Linked DNA regions of Mus musculus: regions 1, 2, 3, 4, 6 and 7 are each linked to region 5. A link is a contact called in public ChIA-PET, Hi-C, HiChIP or PLAC-seq and promoter capture Hi-C data. All regions are on one chromosome and are shown on one strand. Each heading gives the region's core, a stretch centred on a gene start, on an enhancer-like site or on the middle of the called end of the contact. The rest is flanking DNA. Distances are from core to core; before and after follow the strand shown. Region 1 holds the start of Syf2 (SYF2 homolog, RNA splicing factor (S. cerevisiae)). Region 2 holds the start of Maco1 (macoilin 1). Region 3 holds the start of Zfp46 (zinc finger protein 46). Region 4 holds the start of Tmem50a (transmembrane protein 50A). Region 5 holds the start of Nipal3 (NIPA-like domain containing 3). Region 6 holds the start of Hnrnpr (heterogeneous nuclear ribonucleoprotein R). Region 7 holds the start of Mtfr1l (mitochondrial fission regulator 1-like).

Region 1 (2,738 bases), core at 163-2,662, 560 kb before region 5:
GAGTGTGGGCTGCTCTTGTAAGAGGCACCGAGTTTGGTTCCTGGCACACATTTTATCAACTGCCTGAAACTAGTCCCAGTAGATTCAAAGCCTGGCTGCTACACTGAAATGCACAGACTGGAGAGATGGCTCAGTAGGTAAGAGCACTGGCTGTAGTGGAAAGATGTTTCCATCCCAGAACCCACATGGTGGCTCAGGACCACCATAACTCTAGTCTGACCTCCGTCGGCACCAGGCATGCAGGTGGTGCATATATGGATGCAGGCTAAAACCCCATACATAAAAAAAGAAATAGGCCGGCTGTAACTTCCTCATTTAGAGGTATGTATTGCCTTCCATTTGATTTGTGGGGATTTTGTGTGCTAGTTAGACTCAACTCACCTGCCTCACTTCTTCCAGCCAAGTAACTCACTCATTTCTTTTAATCCAGAGACAGGATTTTTCTTTTCTTTTCCTTCCTTTCTTTCTTCCTTCCTTCCTTCCTTTCTTTTTCTTTCTTTTTTTTGGTTTTTCGAGACAGGGTTTCTCTGTGTAGCCCTGGCTGGCTGCCCTGAAACTCACTTTGTAGACCAGGCTGGCCTCGAACTCAGAAATCCGCCTGCCTCTGCCTCCCAAGTGCTGGGATTAAAGGTGTGTGCCACCACTGCCAGGCGCAAGCCAAGTTTTATTAAGCTTGAGAAGTAGCTTCCTACAGGGGAGGGGGACTCAAAAGAGAATTGCCCACAGTTTACATTTTTTTCTTGCCAGTGCTTAAGCTTTTAGATATCCCATGTCTTATAGCACTGGCTAGCCTAGAAGTCACTGTGTAGCCTTGGCAAGCCTCATACTTGATATTCTCCTGCCTCCACCGGCTGAGACGCTAGGAGAATGCCACCACAGCCGATTTGTACCCAGCTATTTTTACACGTGGGATGGCTTTTTCATTTCTAAAATTAATTAGTCGTCGATTTTGAAAGGTACACGTTTCATATATCCCTGTCTTATTCCCGAATTATCTTAGTGACCTTAGTAGTTGCTCTGGTGCTGGAATGTGAGAGTGAACGATATGGGGCCCGCCCTGCTCTTCTACAGTTAGTAACATCAGCAAATTATCTACTCTATGGAAGGGACTTAATGCGGATTAAATTCAAGAGAGACAAGGTTCTTTAGAGCTGGTGACAGGATACGCAGTCCCCAACCAGGCGTCCCATTCTATGTGGTGACAGGTTCGGAGCACTTCCTCATCCTTGTCGTCCCTCCCGGGCCCCGCCCCCGCCCCGCCCCGTTTGCGCCTGCGCATAGCCATACCACGCGTCAGTCCCTCCCACTAAAAGGAGCGTGAGAGGCCGGAAGAAACTGACGCCATCGGGAAGGCTTGAGTCTGGGCCGCGGGCCAGAGGCCGCCGGAAGTGCTCAGCGTTGTTGACGGAAGTAGAGAGAAGGCTGTAATGGCGGCTGTGACTGAAGTTGTGGTGAGTATCACCGGCTTCGCGTAGGTGTCAGTCCGGGAGACGCCGGGGCTGAGGACATGGGTGGGATCCGGGTGCGGCTCCCGGGGAGACCAGGGTGCCGGGCCCAGGCCTGGGCCGTGGCCCCTGGCAGACGCCGAGCCTGAAGCCGGTTATGATCGCAGGTCCCCGCGGATGGCGCGGAAGCCAGGCCCTTGGCGGCCGAGGAGCTGGCGGCGCAGAAGCGGGAGCAGAGACTACGCAAGTTCCGTGAGCTGCATCTGAAGCGGGTGAGTGGCGGGGCTGCGGGCCAGGCTGGCAGTAGGGCTGGAGGAGCAGGAGGAGGAAGGCGCACCACGCACCAGATCTCCGGACCCGGCGTCCCCGGGACCAGATCTCCGCCCGCCGGTGGGTCTGGACTCGGGTTGAGATCGCTTTGACACACGTCAAAAGCCCCACCCGCCTGCTCCACCCGGCCACACCCACATTACCGGGTGTACCTTAGGTTTTTCCTCTTGTTCCATGATTCTTCGTTTTTCATCTAGGGAAATAATTGGTTAGAAATAGTAATCAGACCTTTCTCACCTTAAAAACAGCGAGCACACACTTTCCCTTTTCTCCGAGTTCAGACTCAAAAAAGTATAACTTATTTCCCATCTCTTGTTTGGATGTCTACTCAAATCGTAAGCATGGCTGGCGAGTCACTCTCAACATTAGCATTCTTTCCCAGAAGCTAGCTCCCTCTCACTTCTTTATGTGACTGCTTGGTCATCTGACCCTTTTTCTGAACCTGCTTGTTTTCTTGGACTATAATTCAAAAGGCATGCTATATCTTCTTACTGTCTCCCTTCTAGCACCTGCCAAGATTTTCAGCCTGCTTGACTTGTTTTTGTCTTGATCTCTTTTTTTTTTAAAGATTTATTTATTTTATGTATGTGAGTACACTGTAGCTGTACAGATGGTTGTGAGCCTTTATGTGGTATTTGGGGATTGAATTTAGGACCTCTGCTTGCTCTGGTCACCCCTGCTCTCTCCGGCCCAAAGATTTATTTATTACAAAAATTACTCTGTAGCTGTCTTCAGACATACTAGAAGACAGTGTGAGATCCCATTACAGGTGGTTGTGAGCCACCATATGGTTGCTGGGATTTGAACTTGGGACCTTTGGAAGAGCAGTCAGTGCTCTTACCTGCTGAGCTATCTCTCCAGCTCCTGTCTTTTTTTTTTGAGACAGGGTTTTTCTCTGTATAGTCCTGGCTGTCCTGGAACTCACTCTGTAGACCAGACCAGGCTGGCCTCAAACTCAGAAAT
Region 2 (2,753 bases), core at 85-2,584, 640 kb before region 5:
GGGCAGCCACTTCACACGTGTAAACAACCGCATGTGTAAGGTGTACAGCTATGCTACAACTTGGATGTCATCAGCTACCGCCTGTATTTTTCTCCAAGATTCACAGCAAGACCTAAACCGTAAGGCGCCAAGAGGACTCAAGTAAAGCCTTCAACCGCATGCTGAGCACTCTCTGTCGTAAACTAATTACTTCGCCTCGGAAATAGGCATTTCCAGAAAATAACCTCCGCACACAAATTGGGCTTGGGGAAGCTGTGACAGTCACCGAAATGCCCCATGAACCTGTTGTCCTTCTGTCCAGGAGAAGTGGATTCAATTTCTATTTAAAGGGACACCACTTTCCTTCATGAACAGAGGATTTAAAAAAAAAAAAAAAATCCCCAAACCTGAGTTGGGCGAGAATCCCTGCAAAATATCTGCTTGCAATTGTCAGAATGTTTGCTGAGGAACTGAGAAAAGCCGCGGTCTGGAGCGGTGTCACCGGCACGATCTGGGGGTATCAGCCTTGGGCGCTCCGAGCCAAGGTGGGGACCCCGTGAGGCAGCAGAGCGCAGAAGAGTAGCCGGCGTGGCCCCGCCCCGAGCCCGAGGGTCCCGCGCCCCTGGCAGCTCCTAACTTTGGCGGCTCGCTCGCCCGGCCGCACGCGTCCACGAGCCTCGGGCAGCCAACCCCCGAGCCCAGCGTGACCCGGGCTCGGTAGGGGACCGAGCGCACAGCCTGCTGGGGACCCCCGGGCTTCTGGGCTCCGGGCCGCGGGGGTGCCGCCCCTCCCCCCGACACACCACCGCCAACGGCGGCCCCGTGGCTCCCGCCCGCGCCCGCCGCGCCCTCCGCCTGGCCCTCGCCACACCCCGTGGCCCGGGGCGGACCCTCGGCTGGCTGGCTGGCCCGGCGCTCCGCGGGCGGCGCGCCTCAGGAGAGCCCCCGGCGCGGGCATGCGGCCTAGTCGGGGGGTTACATAACGGGGCCGGGCCCCTTCCGAGCGGCGCCCGGGACCCGCTGGCCCACGCCCGGCACCGCCGCTCACCTGCCGTAGATACCCTCGGTGATCCGGTTCCGCTTCAGGGGGCGGCGGAGCTTACTGCAGTCGGCGTTCCGCCGCTTCATCCTCCCGCTGGGGGGCCGGTGCCCGAGCCGCGCCGCCGCCGCCGCCTCTCACCTCAGCCGCCGTCGCCCGCCCGCCCCGCGTCGGGCCTGAATCCTACCCCTGCGGCCGGTCACACAGACATGGAGCCAGCACCGGGGGGGAGGGGGCCAGGAGGGGGGCGCCGAGCCTCCTCCGCCTTCGGAAACAAAGAAATGACAATTCCGGGGCCCGCCCGCCCCGCACCAGCCAGCCGCCCGCCCCGCCTCCTTTGCCGCGACGGACGGCCCGCATAGCCAATCGAAGGCGCCGCCGCGCCGCGCACGGCCAATCCCGGTGCCCGCTGAGGCAACACGGACCCTTAAGCCCGCCTTTTTGAAGGACAGAAGGACACACCAATCAGGATAAGGCCTAGACGCGTGGCCGGGCCTATCAGAAAAGAGTTAAATAGAGGCTTATAAATAGGCCCTATAAATATAACATCCTATATTATGCCTTGTTGCGAAGGTACGCTTCGCGGTTATTGGGCTGCGTCTCGCCGTGGGGAGGCCCACGTCGGCGTACACCGTGTGGCGCGGCGCCGCGGGCTCCCGCCTGGCGTGTGAGAACCGAACGGCGTGGTGCGCTGCGTGTGGGGACCTTGCGCTGACATGTGCTTCAGTCAGCCGCGTCCTTATGTAAGAGGGCGTCCCGGGAGCGCCGCCGCGGCCCCTTCTGCGGGCAGCCGAGCACGCAGCCATACCGGCCGCGTCAGCCGGGCCACGAATGACAAAGCAAACCACACACACATACACACACACTCACACACACCCTGCCAGCTTCCCGCGACGTGGTGACAGCGCGCCGACCAATCGGAGGTGGTGGGGCGGGGCCTGTGCGGGTCCGCCCCTGGTTCGCGTCACCAGAGAGGGGCGGCCCCTCGGGTGCGCGCGACGCCGCGCGGGGCTGCCGGGGGCGTGTGCGGCGGCGTGGCCGGGCTCCACGTCCGCAGGTTTGCGCAGGCTGAGGGTTCCGCGGGCTCCTCCCCGGCCTCAGAGGCTGCGTGAGGCGGTCGTTTGCTCTTTCCGCCCACTAGCTCTGTAGCTTACCGGTGAGGGCGGAACGGCAAAAAGACAAGTGAGATGCTCAGCGGGGAAACGCGTTTGCTGCCAAGTCTGAGGACCGAGTTCGAACCCGGGAATCCACGTGGTGGGCGGATAGAAGGAACTCCTACAAGTTGCCGCCTGACCTCCCACACGCACGCCCACACAAACACAGTTCCTAAATAAGTTTGGTTTTGGTTTTTAAGCGGCAAAGACTACCGGGCGTTGTTGGTGGCGCACCACTTTGATCCCAGCACTGCAGAGGCATGTGGATCGCTGAGCTCGAGGCCAGCTTGGTCTACGAAGTGAAGACCGCCAAGGCTGTAACATGTACCAACAATTTATATAAACAAACAAATAATAAATAAATAAATAAATAAATAAATAGCAAAACCGGGGAAGTGTGGGAAAGTAGCCATAGGAAGCAAATCACTGGTGGCTCCTGACTACTGGCAGAAGCATTTTAGTGTATGTCTTACACAATTTTCTTGCTTAGTTGTTATTATTTCTATAAAATAGAATCGAGCACATAGTAGACATTTGGTTTCATATCAGAGTCTTCGTTTTACGTGTTGTTACAACCTTTT
Region 3 (2,700 bases), core at 99-2,598, 790 kb after region 5:
CCCTGTTTTGCTTAGCCCTCGCCTTCCATTGTCTAATTCCTTCATCCCCGCTAGGGAAAGGAAAGGCTACAAGTCCTTCCATTTGGAGGATTCTGAGTGAATGCAGCATAGCCAACGCTGATGTTTCTTGGCCAGCTGTTGTGGCCTCGGAGATCTGTTTATGAGATTGTTGTTTCCCGGAGCTATAGAACAGTCTCTGCAGTCTTGAAGCTTTGTGCTCATCCTACAACCAAACCCTGCCCTTTGCCTGTTAATCCATGGATTCGGATTTCTATTCATGGCCCTGAGATCTCTGGAATCTGCTGGTGATATCTAGAACCTTTCTGAACGTCAGGCCTCTTTAGATCTCTGAGGAGCCAGCGACCACAGACCAGGAGGTAAGCCTGTCCGTTCTGTCCTAATCTGGTTTTGTGATTTCTTTGAAACAGAGACTACTAGCATCCTTAGGACTCCAGGTTGTCGCAGGCCTAAGGTTTTCATGATGTTGGGAGGTCTCCAAGATTCCTTTCAGCAGAGACACCCTCAAGAGTACCAAGTCCCTGAGTCTCCCACTCCAGGGCCAGCTATTTCCCTACACACCCTACCCCACCCCCCCGCTTCTGATTTCAATGTTTTGGCGACTTAGATGGGTGCACTTGAGCTCCGTCTCTATAAAAGAGCTCGAGACGCTCCCTACAGGGTTAACGTTGGAACACCCTGGGCCGGGCCGCGGACAGCACTCCAGCACCGGACAGGGGACGCGAGGCCTCGTGGGATATGTAGTCTGGGGTGGGTTGTGACTGCCGGAAGGCCTACTGGGAGTTGTAGTTCTCAGTATCCAGAAAGCGAGAGCTTCAGGCGGTGTTGGGAGTCCGTGGGCGGGGCCCAAAGTTCCATCCCGGCCAGGGAGTCTCCCAAGGGAGGGAAAAGAAGCCTTTTCCCGCTCTGGCCTGGGCTGTCAAATGAGGGGTGATCTCAGCTGAGGTCAGCCCGAGCTTCCACACTCAATCTAACCTCGCGGATAATATATGACTCAAAGATGGTCGTAGGGCCATGAGAAAAAAAAAAAAACACAGACGCTTCCTTTGCTGAGTCGTGCTGTGGTTTCCGAGAAAAAAGTATGTGTGGGGGTATTCTCACTGGTCTTGAAGGTCGCGGTCCTGTCTCTTCCCTTTTGTTCTTTTCCCTCCCCTGCTCTTGGCTGCTAAGTGGCCTTTGTACGCCAGAGTGAAACTCCAAGTCCCGTCAGGCCGCGAGGTGCGCGCACGCGTGATGGAGCTACCCGGCCACGCCGCAGGAGGAGGGCTGATGGTTTGGCTTCTGATTGGTCAGATATTTTACGATTTCTTTTCGCTGATTGGCTGGGATTGCTGCCGGAAAGGTCCCAGCCCGGAGATGGCAGAGCAGAGGCGTTCTATGGGCTGGGTTGAAAGCCTCCTCCCTTGAATTGCATCGGCCTGACCCCCCAGCCTAGGGGGCACCCAGCCAGTGCCTGCCCTCTCCTACCCTAACGTTGCACGTACTCGATATTAACCGAGACACGGAGAGTGGGTGACTCTTCGGGAGTCAGAGAGGAGAGTGACCAGTCCTGGGCCTTCCCCTCATACCCTGCGACCAGAACTCCAGCCCTAGGGAGTAGTGGGCAGGGCCTCTTGCCGCGCCTCACGTCCTGCTTTTCGCCTCCTTCAACGTTGTCTGCTAGCTGGTTTTCCTGCTCTCTCTCTCCCAGGAGACGAACGCTTGAGCCCGAGATGGCAGCCACCCTGCTCATGTCTGGGACTCAGGTAAGCCCCGAGGGCTCTGCTTACCCATCTTGCCCGGTGTTTCCCCGTCTGCAAACCCCTATAGGAAATTCCCTGGGATAAGCTCATTTTGCTATTCTGCTTAGTATACGGGCTTCGAGTTGGCTAATATAACCATATACAAGCATATATAGAACACCCACTGTAAGACTAAATACTGAGGAGAATAAAACCAAACAAGATGGGTGGTACCCTTCTTGCCAACAATCTGTAGGGAGAACGGTGTGTCCGGTTAACCTGGATGCGATATGGTAAGTATTCTGTTGGCCTGAGCAAGGACGTATTGTGGTGTGGGAAATAGTAAGTCGAGGAGTGGTTAATTCTAGATGTGGTGTCCAAGGATGGAGCGAAGAGTGATAAAGGGTGGGGAGAAACAGAACAGCAGTTGGCTCTAGAACTGGGCCATAAAGACGAGAATTTCACTGGTCTAAGAAAAGGAGAGCCTTGTATGTAAGGGTCCAAAGTGGGCAGGGACGGCCTGAGCGGGAAGCTAGTAGATTGCCCCTGTCTTTTGACCACATGTCTTTTTTTCTTCTTTCTTTATTATTTTTTTTTTCCTTCGGACTCTACAGATGAGACTTAATGCCACTGCCTTCTCGACATTTCTAACCATGTCTCTAATTTCAAGAAGAAAAGCTGGTTCTAAACTCCTAGATACCAAGTAGTGAGGAAGCGTTGTGTGATTTCAGGCCCCTGTGACATTTGAAGATATGGCCATGTACCTCACTCGGGAAGAATGGAGACCTCTGGATCCTACACAGAGAGATCTTTACAGGGATGTGATGCAGGAGAATTACGGAAATGTTGTCTCACTGGGTGAGTGAGGACTTTTATCTTGTCTTACCTCTTAGGGGTTTTGAAACTGTCAGAACGGCTTAGGTCTTTTCGATACAGCCTTGTTTGTTGTTAAGGAAAACCA
Region 4 (2,765 bases), core at 86-2,585, 580 kb before region 5:
AGCACTGACTGCTCTTTCAGAGGTCCCAGCAACCACATGGTGGTTCATAACCATCTATAGGGGGATCTGGCGCCCTCTTCTGGCCTGCGGATGTACAGGCAGCACAGCACTCATAAATAAATACAAATTAAGACAAGAAAACAAAACAAAATCAGGATGGTCTTAGCATATTTACATAATATGAATGAAGGTGATTACCTTAACCTTAAACAAAAATGTACTGTCACAAAAATGACATCTCCTCAAAGATGTCACATTTTATTATTTCAAGTCCACTAGTTCTTTAAGTGAGGGCAATGATGCTTAGCCCTCCACAGCTGCTTTCTAAACCTTAAGCTCCCTACTAAAGGTTCCTATTTGATTTTAATAATAAGGACATGATAGACTTTGGTTTTAAGGTAAAAATGTAAACTTGGATGGAAAATACTTCCTCTAGGAATCTGCACATTTTATCCTACATCTGTGTCTTTCATGCCCAGATTAAGAAGAGAACGGCTCAACTTCGGGCTTTATTTCTATTTCGTTTTTTCTCCACTATTTGTCCCTTCACCAAGCCTGCCTTCGGATGTCATTACTTTGTAAAGGGCACTCATCTTACTATCCCTAACTCTGCTACTGATGCTGTTTGTACATTCCCCACAAAAAAGGGCAGGCCTGAAACGAATTCAGACTTAAATAAAGAACGTGCAGTCAAATTACCACGGTCAGCCGAAATTGTCTTAAATCCCATAAAACCCTCCTCCTTCAAGTTCAGCTGTGCAGACCCAGCCGGAGAAACGTAACTCATCTTAATTTCACAGATAAAACCTGAATTAAATACAACTCGCTCACAGTGAACACCCCAGATCTCACATGACTCCCTAAGGAAGGCGATTTCAGTTTTAGCCGCCTCTAAACAAGCTAAAGGGAAAAACTGATAGACTTTTGTGATGAGTTCGGGTCTGAAAATACACTCGTTTTTATCTAATGATTGGAAAGAAAAGCAACCCACTATGTGTAATTGTCGGTTCCCCCAATGGCCCACCCGAGTCCATTTTTCGTTGCACAATTCTTTGACATTTTCAAAGGCAGACCCGCCCTGCAGACTGGAGGAACAGGGCGCGGTTACGCGTGGGCCGAACCCCGACGCGCCACCGTCGGATGAGCGTGCCCAGCTCCACAGTTCTGGGGAAGAGTCCCCGCCACAGGAAGCGGCCCCGCAGGTCGCGGGATCTCAGCCCCGGCGGCGGCGGCGTCCAGGAGCTGGGGCACGGCCACTGCCGCGAGTTCGAGCCCGGCCCGCTGCTCCGCCCTCCCGTCCGCACTCACGTCCAAGTCCGGAGTTGGGAGTCGCGGCGCGTTTGGTAGCCTCGGTTTACTCCAGTTCTGCAAGAAAACAAAACAGCCACAGGCAATCAGACTCCCGGATGTCGATGTGCCGGTCCGCCCCCGAGTCAGTGCGCATGCGGATCGAGAGCGAAGGGCGGATCCCTGGGGTGCAGCCTATGGGCCACGCCCACCGCGCCGACAAGTCTGTGGGTTACCCGGACTCCCTTGTCACTGTGAGAAATGCTAGAGTGGAGCCTGTCTTCTGGGATGGGACCAAGGAAGGGAGGCAACAGTCCACCTGTACTGTTTGGTTTTGTTGTTGTTGTTACACTTTTTAAAATGTATTCTTCTTGTCATTGTGTAGAGATCAGACAGATCACCCACCCTCCAAGAGTGGTCCTTCTTTTCCTTTCGTCATATGGGTCCCAGGAATCAAACTCAGGTTATTTGACTTAGCAGCAAGTACCTGCTTTACCTGCTGAGCCATTTTTCCGGCCCGATGGTGACTTTAAGAGGGCTGGCATGGCCCTGCTGTCATCTCATGTTCACGTGGGTGGCAGGTAGTCAGGAGCCTGTGGCACAGAAGGTGGTTGGGTGGCTCACTGCCTTGCAGGAGGGATCATCTCTCCGGTCCCCAGCATGAAATCTATGTAGCTTTTGTTGAGAGGGGGAATTAGCTGATTAGTATTTGAAACTATACAATACCCCCTCCACACAACCCCCCTTCCCTCCTCCCCCGCCCCCCCGACTGTGCCTGAACCCAGGGCTCTACCACTCAGTCCAGGTTCTAGACCCATAACCTATTTAACTTTTACATGTTTTACATGATGAGTATTTTGCTTGCATGCACATCTGTGCGCCACTGTGCACTGTGCTGGCAGAGGCCAGAAGAGGTGCCTGGAACTGGAATTACAGCTGTTGTGAGCTACCGTGTGGGTGTAGAGAACTGAACCTGGGTCGTCGAGAGAACAGCCTGCACTCTGAATCATCGCGTCATCTTTCCAGCAACTCCAGGACCTATTTTTAAATGGACACATTTCTTAGCCCTAGAGATTAAAGGTTTATTGTGACTGGCTAAAGACTGGTTAATGTCTCAAGGTCAGGCAGTGCTCCCCCAGCCCTGTGTGTGTGTGTGTGTGTGTGTGTGTGTGTGTGTGAGCGCGCGTGTGTGCACATGTGTGTGCATGTAGGCATTTATTTCTTTAGTTGCTATTCTGGACCTCCCCATGCTAAGTTGACATTCTACCTCTGACCTCTGAGCCATCTCTCCAGGTCTTTTGCTTTTGTTTTTGTTTTTTCCCAACATGGTTTCTCTGTGTAGCCTTAGTTTTCCTGAAATTTGTTCTCTAGGCCAGGCTGGCTGGCCTTGATCTCAGAGATCTGCCTGCCTCTGCTTCTCAAGGGCCAGGATTAAAGGCCCACACTACCACCACCACCACCACCAAACCCAAATGCAG
Region 5 (2,700 bases), core at 199-2,698:
TCTGTGTTAAATGTCTGTATCTCTGTCCTGACATCGTTAATATGGGGGTGCTCGAGAGCTCCTTCTACCTGGGAGAGACCTAGGGCTGCTTCCAGCCTGGAGTTGAGGGGGCCCTGGATTGAAGGCACCTGTCAGGTCCTCTGCTGTTCCTGGAAACCTAGCTCAGAGCCTGGCAAGGTAACTTGCATAGATGCCCACTCGACCAAATGTAATGCCCATGATACACTGTGGTTTAAAAAAAGAATGCCTTACTCAGAACCCATGGCCACAAACAGATATACCCAGCCCCACCCACAGGATGTCAGAAAATGCAAACAGGCCTTGGGAACCAGCTAGGGAGGACAGCAGGTTGTCTCCCCCCACCGCACCCCTCTGTGTGTGTGTGTGTGTGTGTGTGTGTTGAGTCACTGGCTTTTAAACAGTAGCTTCAACTCCCCTCTCTACCCAGGGAACCCCCAGAGCTCTGAATACCCAAAGACAGAGGGAGGAAGATTCTCCTTGAACTGCCGTGTAGCATCACCCCAAAGCCTCCGTGGACTCTGTAAGTTGCATTCCCTTATAAGGCTCACACTTTGGCCTGGTGATGGTTTATTGTTGGTCCAAGGCTGACATATGTCCAAGAGGCACACAGCCAAGCCAGTGTTGACAATCACAGTCACAGTTTATGGTCACTGACCCAAGAGAATTCACAAAGTGCTTGCTTCCACTCGAATCCCCCGGCCTCATCTAAATGAATAACTCCGTTAACCCCACCGAGCAAGTCTTCCAGCGAGCATAACAGCCTCGCGGCCATGAAATTGGCTGTAACTAAAAACAAGGGTGTGTGTGTGTGTCCGCGCGCGCCCCCCCGCGTGCGTGCATGGAGGTCTTGTCACCACCTGACGATTCAGTTTGACCAAAGAACGTCGGTTTCATGCCAAGCTTTTCTTTCCCGGGGCTTTTGAGCACTGAGGGGTGACATTCTCGGAGAGACACACCTCTGTTTCAGTACCAAGCACAGAGCTCCCTCCATCCACCTGCCAGTCGCACCGGCTATTTCCTGCACGCTGGAGCCGGCAGTACTGGCCTTCCACTTCCTCATCTGGTAACGCCCAGCATCTCCTTCATTAAGGCAAACCCGTGCCCACCCTCCTTGAAAATATGGAAGAGACAAAAAAAAAAAAAAAAAAAAAAAATCGGAGGCAACAGAACCCAAACTGACAAGGCTGGCAACAACAAGGGAGACTATATTTATACTAGGGGATCAAAACAGCAAGCCTGATTTCAAGTACCCCTTCCCTCAGTCATGACCGTGACTCACCCGGGACGTTCCTTCTAGATCCACCTATCCCAGGTTCCGGAGAAGCGACTCGGACACTCCGTGCCACCCCTAGGTACAGCCTCTTGGATCCCTTCCCAGCTCCGAGTTTCCAAGGGGCTGCAGTGTTTTGCTTTCAAAGGTGGAGACTTGATTTGTTACACTGCCTGCCAGTCCCAAGCTGGCGAAGCCTCTGCGCAGGCGAGTGGTTGTCGGGAGGGGATGGGCGGGACATCCTGAAATAATTGGCTGCGTCGCCAAGCTCGCTTGAAGCGTAGGGGCGACCTGACACTCACCTGGAGGAGTCCCCTCTAGCGGCCAAAGGAAGAAGTCCGGGCTGCTTTGGTCCCCAAGTTATGGCTGCTCACCTCCACCTGCCGGACAAGTAGGCTGGGCTTAAGCAGCCCGCCTGGTGTCCCCCCGCAGTCTGCGCTAACTGCCACCGACCGTCCCGGGCGGCGCCCCTGCTGCTTCCATCAGGTAGCTCCAGTATCGAAACCCAGCAGAGCCCTGACACGTCTCGGGGACCGTGCGTACCCCTTCTTTCCTGCGCCTGCGTCCCACCTGTTGGCTGTATTGCGTCCTTAATTTCCCGGTACGCCTGCAGCTCAGCAGCCCCGGTAGGCTGTCAATCATCCTAGTAGTCCCGTCCCCCCCCCCGCACCCCTCCCCCGCCCGCTGCTGTTTCCCAGGGGTTCGGCTGTGAGCATGAACCTGCGCGTGGAGCTTCCAGCGCGCTCATTTTTCAGCACGCGCCGTTCAGTCCAGAGCCGCACAGCAACCTCTGGGGGAGATGTTGAGATCACACAGGTTTTACGAGGAAATGACATTGGGGAGACCTCAGCGATGGAAACGCGGTAGAACTGGGAGGGAGAGTTTAAGAGAGGATGGAGCTGCCATATTGTATTATGGGAGATGCCCAAAGACCAACTGGGTCGGTGCGAGATTTTTTTTTTTTTTCTTGAGGCGTGGGTGGCAGGAGATGTGATCTGAGGAACAAGCGGGAGACAGTTTCTAACAGGGGACTATCCCATAATTTTAAAGAAGACGCTGGTGGGTTTAAGCCGGGCTGTGGCTAGGCACTGTGGCTGCGGTGAAACGGGTAAGGGGCTCTTGGAATACTGCACGGTTGCCCTTGGGGAATTATGTCATCGACCTTTCTGCTCTCACACTCAGGGTGTGGATGGATGGGTAGGAACACTTGGGTTTATTCCTTCGATGAGTCACAAAAACAACAAACCAAACAAACCCAACAACCAAACAAAACCGAAACAATCAAACAAACAAACAAACAAGAAAAGGGAACTGAACCCCAGAAACAAAAACCCTAATAGTTAGTTCCCTGCCTAACAGGTTCTCCTTAGCATTGTCAATCCGAACCCCAAAATTCTGGTAGCTTTTTT
Region 6 (2,794 bases), core at 152-2,651, 820 kb after region 5:
TTTTTTTTTTGTGGGGGGGCGGGGTTTCGAGACAGGGTTTCTCTGTATAGCCCTGGCTGTCCTGGAACTCACTCTGTAGACCAGGCTGGCCTGGAACTCAGAAATCCGCCTGACTGCCTCCCGAGTGCTGGGATTAAAGGCATGCGCCACCACTGCCGGGCCACAGTCAGGATTTTAAACTTGCATTTGAGCCGTCTCTCCAGCCCCTAGGACAGGCTTTACAATTTACAGTTCTGGAAGCAGGGAAGTCCAACATTGAGAGCACGCGGGGATAAGGGCCGTCTCCCTACGCTGGAAGCGCAAAAGATGCAGAGAAGATCTAGAGTCAGGCATCAAACTCACAGCCTGGAGGCCTATCAGTCGGCTTTAATGCTTTGAGGGTGGAGTCCTAGTGCCCGAAACACCTCCCACTACCGGCCCCACCTCCCAGCACTACTACATTGGCCATCAAGTTCGTATCAAGTGCACTTTTGCACATGTCCGTTCAAAAACGCATGGGTAGACTAACAATAAACTTTGGTTTATAGGATTTGAGAAACATGATCTCCAGATATGTTTGGAAGCAGATCCCTTGACCTTCTTCACTGAGGTAGTGTTGGGACAGGAGTGACAGGTGAGAGGTTTATGAATAACAGGTATTAGTTTCTTGGAAATGAACCCTTTGCCCGCTTGCCTGGCTTTCAGTCGTTGATCCAGTGACCCTACCTACTCTAGTCTCCAAACTCCGAAGGGTCCCTGCTTTCTGTTAGCGTCACTCTTGAGTCAGATCCACGTTATTCTGTGAGGAGAAGAGCCAAGGAGGGAAACAGGCAGTTTCTCCAGTCATTCTAAGGGATGCTTTTCTACAGAGAAATCTCCAGCGACACGAGTCAAGTCACCCTGAAGTTGTGTTTTGACTAGAGCCAAGATGATCTATTGATGGAGCCCAGCGTGTGGCGAATGGGGTGTGCTCGGGACCTAACGCTCAGAACGGCGGGAGGGAGGATTGGAGATAAGGGACTCCGGCGCGGGGTAGCAGCGCCATTGCGGAGCGTGGCCGCCGGGACCCGAGGGGGCGGGGCTCCGGAGGTGGCCACGCGGCGGGAGGCCTAGATTTTTCAACCTCTTAACGGTGGTAGAAGAAGAGGGAGGAGCTTCGGCCACGCAAGGCCCGCTGCCCCGCAGCCTCGCCACTACCAGGGGCTCCCACCAACAGACCCCTTTGTGTGCATGCCCCCGCCCCGGAGGCGCCGCAGCCAGTGGCGCTGAGACCCCTCATTGGCTCAGCCCGACGGCCACACCGATTGGTCCTCGGAGTCCCCGACGTGAGGGCCGCTTTCCCCTCTCTCTTATTGGCCCGTCAAGCTGCCCGTCATACGGTCTCGTGGGCCGATTGGTCGGCCGCACGGAGTCCCTGGAAGCAGTTCCGGGAAACCCCGCGTGCTGCCGGGATCGCGTCTCGGTCCATGCGAGGGGGGGAGGGGGTGGCGCGCGCGCCATTTCTTGTCGTTTTCAAAGCGCCTCGCGCTGCTTCTCACGGGCCAGGCCGCCAGCCCCCAGCTCTGCCCTGGTGAGTCTCGCGCTGGCCCGTGGGGGGGAGGGGCCGGGAGTCCCGGTCTGACCGGACTCGGCCGGGTCCAGGCTCGGCGCCCTGGCCTGCAGTTTGGGTCTTTGCTCCGAGGCCCCAGGGTGGGGGTGGGGATGGGCCGGGGGCGGCTTCTGCTCCGGCCCGCCGCGCAGCCGCGGGCCTGAGTCCCGCCGCGGCGCCTCCTCTCTCTGTCGCTCATCCTTCTCAGCCCCTCCGGTGCCCCGGTCCCTCGGTCCGCTGTCCTCCGTGCGGCCTGCCGGTCTCGCGGTGCTTTTTCCCGCCTCCGCCCGCCGCTGTCCGCGGCCCCGGTCCGGGCGAAGGGTTTCAGGCGTTTCCCCCTGACCCCGGTGCTTGCCCCCGAGGCCTGCGGTCAGGCCTGGCCCGCCTCTCGCCCGGCGGCCTGTGGGATGTGTTGATAACCGGGTCGCGCCCGAGGGGGTGGGGTGAGCCGAGGGCGGGGTGCAAGTCCCAGGGTTACCTGAGCCGGGAGCAAACTTTTACGGGAGTCGGAGCCGAGGGGCCGAGGTATGGGGGGTGCCTCCCGCCCGATCCCCAACCTGCATGCTTCGAGCCGGGATTTGAAGGAAAAAATGACTACTAAGAGGCCGTGACACTTGGTTTCGAGCGGCGCCTGAGCTAGGTAATTCTGAGAATGTCATAGGCGCTCCAGTTTGGAAAAGCGCTTCTTTTTCTTACACGGTAGTAGCCATGTGGCCAGAATTTTAAGACGAAAGCCCAGGGGTTCTTGAAAGGTTCAGTCCTTTCTCGTTACCTGTTTGGGATTTTTCCCCCCCTTGCCCTTTAAAAGCAGAATGTGTCAGGAGTCAGTCGTAGTGATTAAAGGCTTGATACTCCCGAGCTGTGAGATAACCGTTAGCTTTCCTTGGTTCTTTTAAAAGCCCGTCTCTCAACATTTTGCTTAGAGATGTTCGCCACAAGTCAGGGAGAAGCTAGTACTGACTTCCCGAGTCTCCCAGCGGTCCTTATAAATCTTATTTAAATGACTTTATTTTGTAATTTTCTTTTTTTTGCAAAAATGTTTGTGTCAAAGGGTTCCAGTCACGTTAGAATATTTGCTGCATCCAGAAATATGGTTTGGCTGTGTGGCATTGTTGTTGAATCCCCCCTCTTGATCCGAAGGATTTATTTCCTAGAGTCTATTTTACCTTTTTTTTTTTTTTAGGTTAAAGTTGACAAAATCTGAACATTTTAAAAGTTTTGATATCA
Region 7 (2,724 bases), core at 82-2,581, 960 kb before region 5:
CCAACCGAATCTAAACCTCGGGTTTAACAAGCTGCCGGTTCTATTACTCTGGTGTTTAAATCTTTCAACTCTCTTCTAGACTCCACAGTCCTGCCAGCAGGATATACCCCATCTTCCAGCTCTCTTAAGACCAAGCTCTAATACAGTTTGGCAAGTACACGATCTGCGACCATACTCACTCCCTAGTCTTCTGCTGGGGCCATGCTACTACCGGGCTACCAGCTCCCAACACACCTATCTGTGCCCCAGTCTATACCACTGCCTCTGTGGGACCCAACTTATCCAGCTTATCTCAGTCCCTCAGCACCCAGCTCATCCATCACTCTGTCCCTGGCAGCCTGGGGTTCGCAGTTCACTCCGTGGCAGCCTGGATCGCCTTCCGAGGGTGCTCAAAACAGAAATGGAAGTAACCGAACGGCCCATATCCCGGCCTCCGGCAGCCGCTGTAAGCACTTGGCTTGCTTTTAAGAAACCGCTGTAGGCGACACTAACTTGGCTTCGAGGCCCCGCCCCCCGCGTGCCCGCTAGACGCTCTAGCCGGTTCCGCAGCCCCGGCTCTCCCTCCGCACATCGGCGCTGCCGCAGCTCCTTCTGCGCTGGCCGTGCCCGCGTCTTCCCGTGCGGCCACTCTCGGCAGACCCTCTCTGCTCCGAGAGCGCCTCGACCCGGCAGGTCCTGGGCCAGGGAGAAACTTTAGCCCAGCGGTGCCCGGCGGACACCCGGGCAGAGCGCGCGAGGGTCTCACGAGGCGCCGGTGGCCAGCAAGATGCAGCCCCCTGCGCCCTCAACGACGGGTCCCCACCCCCGCGACGGCGACCCGGCCCGGGCCAAGGTCGGCCAAGTTCCTACCGCGCGTCCAGCGGCCCTTGGACCCGCGGGCCGGGCCGGGCCGCTCAGTAGCCTCCAGGCCGGCGTAGGTCCCAGATACGCCGCGCGGCCCGGGGCGTACCGCGCTCCAACGGCTGGGGCGACCCCAACCGCTGGGTGACACGGCCAGCAACTACGCCTGGGGACCAGTGCCCTCACCGAGGGGGGCAGACAGCGGCGACTCCCGCGAGAACTTGCACGGGAACAGGGAACGCGTGCTCCCCTGCGCCGGGACGGAGACGCCGGCGACGGCCCAGGGCGCTCACCGAGCCCGTCTCCTGTGGGACCCCGCATCGGGCTTAGCCCGGACTCCAGCGCCACACTCACCTCAGCCCCTCCTACCCCAGCGGGCGGCCCGGCCTCGAAGTCCCTCACTTCCGCTGACCCGCCTCCGGAAGCAATCATTTGCAGCTGCGCGGCGAGCACCACGCCCAGGAGAGGCGGGCCTAGAGAGGGGCCCGGAATGGACGCGGGCTCTGAGTGGACGGCAGACCGGCCAGGAGGCCACACCCCTCCCCGGGCCACGCCCTCACCCCTCCGGGGGAGGGCACGAAGTCTGTGCGCGCATCCCGCTGGAGTTTTCCTCCCAAGTTTAGTTGCTGCCGTAGGAGTTGCTTCCCGTGTTTAGTGTCAACAAACTTCTGGGAAGCGGTAGTCTGCCAGTGTTGCTGCTCAGCACTGGAAATAGTCCATACTCCTGCTGCAGATCTCCGAATCCTCTCATCTTGGCATTTCAGCCTTTCCTATCTAGTCTGGACCCTCGTCCCATTTCATGCTCCCCCAGATACATCCCCCAGCAAAAATGGCTGCTTTCGCCTTTCAGGCATGCCCTCCAGTGCTTCGGAATAGCTGTCTTCTATTTTAAAGTTCTCTGTCTCACACACGCTCATACACGTACACACGTGTGCAGCATAGTTCAGTCTGTTAATGAGATGGGTGGATTGATGGCACTCGGAGACACCAAAGCTCTCAAGGTCGCTCTTTCTACCGGTCTCCATGGCATCCAGTTAATGGGCATACACTTTCTTCTCTGCACGTGGCTTTGCCTGACTCACCAGTTCTCCCAAAGCCTATAATCCCCACCTGCCAGGGACAAATCTTTTGGATTCGTGGGTGGACAGCTTTGTGCAGTCACAATGGGCATTATGCCCAGACCTGCCTTACTACACCCATACATGCTTTATTTCTCTATTGTTGTCCTCTGGAAATTACAGTTATATGTTGCTGAAGAACGGGTACTCTTTGGGAAACGTGTCCTTAGGTGACTGAGTTACACAAACATTATAGAGTGAGTACGTACACACACCTACAGAATATACTACATCCTAGGTGAATTGGTAAAGCCTATTGCTCCAGGCTACAAAAACCTGCACAGTTGCAACTGTGCTAAATCCCAGGGAAGTTGTATCACAATTGTAGACATTTACTTCTAAACACCGGTAGGGCACATGCCAAGATAGATAGCTGGAATTTCTCAGCTCCTTTTTGATTGTTGGGTATCACTGTCAGATAGTCTATCAGCGACAAAGCCACTGATAGAACCTAGTGGGGAAACCCCCACTCAATTCCCGATTCGGTGTGCACCCAAAAAATCACGAAGGACCATCTTGATGGAATTAAATGAGGTCGTTTAATTACGGAGCTCCGGACCGACATGCATCCCACACAGGAGATAACGGATGTCGGCCACGAGGCTGGAAAGCTAGGGGTTTTTATGGGGTAAGGGGCTTAGGGGTGTGGAATTCAGCATAGCAACACACTATTGGCTTATTCAAACATCAGGAGAAAAATTACATGTACGTGCAGGGTGTCAGAGTTCTGTGAGTTGTTGACTCAGTTCAGATAGCCCTGTTATGT

What was found. Promoter capture Hi-C pulls out the DNA fragments that hold promoters and counts their contacts. A called contact is a pair of places that touch in the nucleus more often than the background predicts. ChIA-PET counts read pairs in DNA pulled down with a chosen protein or histone mark. HiChIP or PLAC-seq counts read pairs in DNA pulled down with a chosen protein or histone mark. Capture Hi-C pulls out chosen DNA fragments and counts their contacts.
Region 1: a contact with region 5 is called in a Hi-C map of regulatory T cells, with 4 times the contacts expected there. The contact joins the promoter of Syf2 here to the promoter of Nipal3 in region 5. A contact is called at or near these places in 3 of 39 promoter capture datasets (hippocampal neurons, neural stem cells and pre-B cells), 1 of 15 datasets of contacts at CTCF or cohesin (embryonic stem cells), 3 of 484 Hi-C or Micro-C datasets (cerebellum, forebrain and regulatory T cells), 6 of 115 datasets of contacts at active chromatin or transcription factors (acute myeloid leukemia, astrocytes, embryonic stem cells and 3 more) and 1 of 9 other capture datasets (embryonic stem cells).
Region 2: a promoter capture Hi-C map of pre-B cells shows a contact between it and region 5, with 2.7 times the contacts expected there. The contact joins the promoter of Maco1 here to the promoter of Nipal3 in region 5. A contact is called at or near these places in 2 of 39 promoter capture datasets (hippocampal neurons and pre-B cells) and 1 of 115 datasets of contacts at active chromatin or transcription factors (memory CD8 T cells).
Region 3: a contact with region 5 is called in an RNA polymerase II ChIA-PET map of memory CD8 T cells, with 8 read pairs. The contact joins the promoter of Zfp46 here to the promoter of Nipal3 in region 5.
Region 4: a promoter capture Hi-C map of adipose tissue shows a contact between it and region 5. The contact joins the promoter of Tmem50a here to the promoter of Nipal3 in region 5. A contact is called at or near these places in 2 of 39 promoter capture datasets (hippocampal neurons and neural stem cells), 1 of 484 Hi-C or Micro-C datasets (forebrain), 6 of 115 datasets of contacts at active chromatin or transcription factors (acute myeloid leukemia, embryonic stem cells, large pre-B cells and 3 more) and 2 of 9 other capture datasets (adipose tissue and embryonic stem cells).
Region 6: a contact with region 5 is called in a FOXA1 HiChIP or PLAC-seq map of pancreatic cancer cells. The contact joins the promoter of Hnrnpr here to the promoter of Nipal3 in region 5. A contact is called at or near these places in 2 of 115 datasets of contacts at active chromatin or transcription factors (bone marrow-derived macrophages and pancreatic cancer cells).
Region 7: a contact with region 5 is called in a promoter capture Hi-C map of pre-B cells, with 2.1 times the contacts expected there. The contact joins the promoter of Mtfr1l here to the promoter of Nipal3 in region 5. A contact is called at or near these places in 3 of 39 promoter capture datasets (cranial neural crest, liver and pre-B cells) and 2 of 9 other capture datasets (adipose tissue and liver).

The regions. Positions count from the first base shown.
Region 1 is chr4:134,929,568-134,932,305 of GRCm38.p6, forward strand. Syf2 (SYF2 homolog, RNA splicing factor (S. cerevisiae)) reads left to right here and starts at 1,413. Exons shown (of 7, transcript NM_026780.3): 1 at 1,413-1,451; 2 at 1,613-1,717. The coding sequence starts at 1,428.
Region 2 is chr4:134,852,011-134,854,763 of GRCm38.p6, forward strand. Maco1 (macoilin 1) reads right to left here and starts at 1,335. Exons shown (of 11, transcript NM_025382.6): 1 at 1,028-1,335. The coding sequence starts at 1,107.
Region 3 is chr4:136,284,719-136,287,418 of GRCm38.p6, forward strand. Zfp46 (zinc finger protein 46) reads left to right here and starts at 1,349. Exons shown (of 3, transcript NM_009557.4): 1 at 1,349-1,763; 2 at 2,354-2,597. The coding sequence starts at 2,492.
Region 4 is chr4:134,913,581-134,916,345 of GRCm38.p6, forward strand. It overlaps Tmem50a (transmembrane protein 50A), which reads right to left and starts at 1,336. Exons shown (of 7, transcript NM_027935.2): 1 at 1,309-1,336.
Region 5 is chr4:135,493,130-135,495,829 of GRCm38.p6, forward strand. Nipal3 (NIPA-like domain containing 3) reads right to left here and starts at 1,449. Exons shown (of 12, transcript NM_028995.4): 1 at 1,301-1,449. It also overlaps a transcript of Stpg1 not described here.
Region 6 is chr4:136,309,541-136,312,334 of GRCm38.p6, forward strand. Hnrnpr (heterogeneous nuclear ribonucleoprotein R) reads left to right here and starts at 1,402. Exons shown (of 11, transcript NM_001277121.1): 1 at 1,402-1,549.
Region 7 is chr4:134,534,056-134,536,779 of GRCm38.p6, forward strand. It overlaps Mtfr1l (mitochondrial fission regulator 1-like), which reads right to left and starts at 1,332. Exons shown (of 7, transcript NM_029759.4): 1 at 1,195-1,332.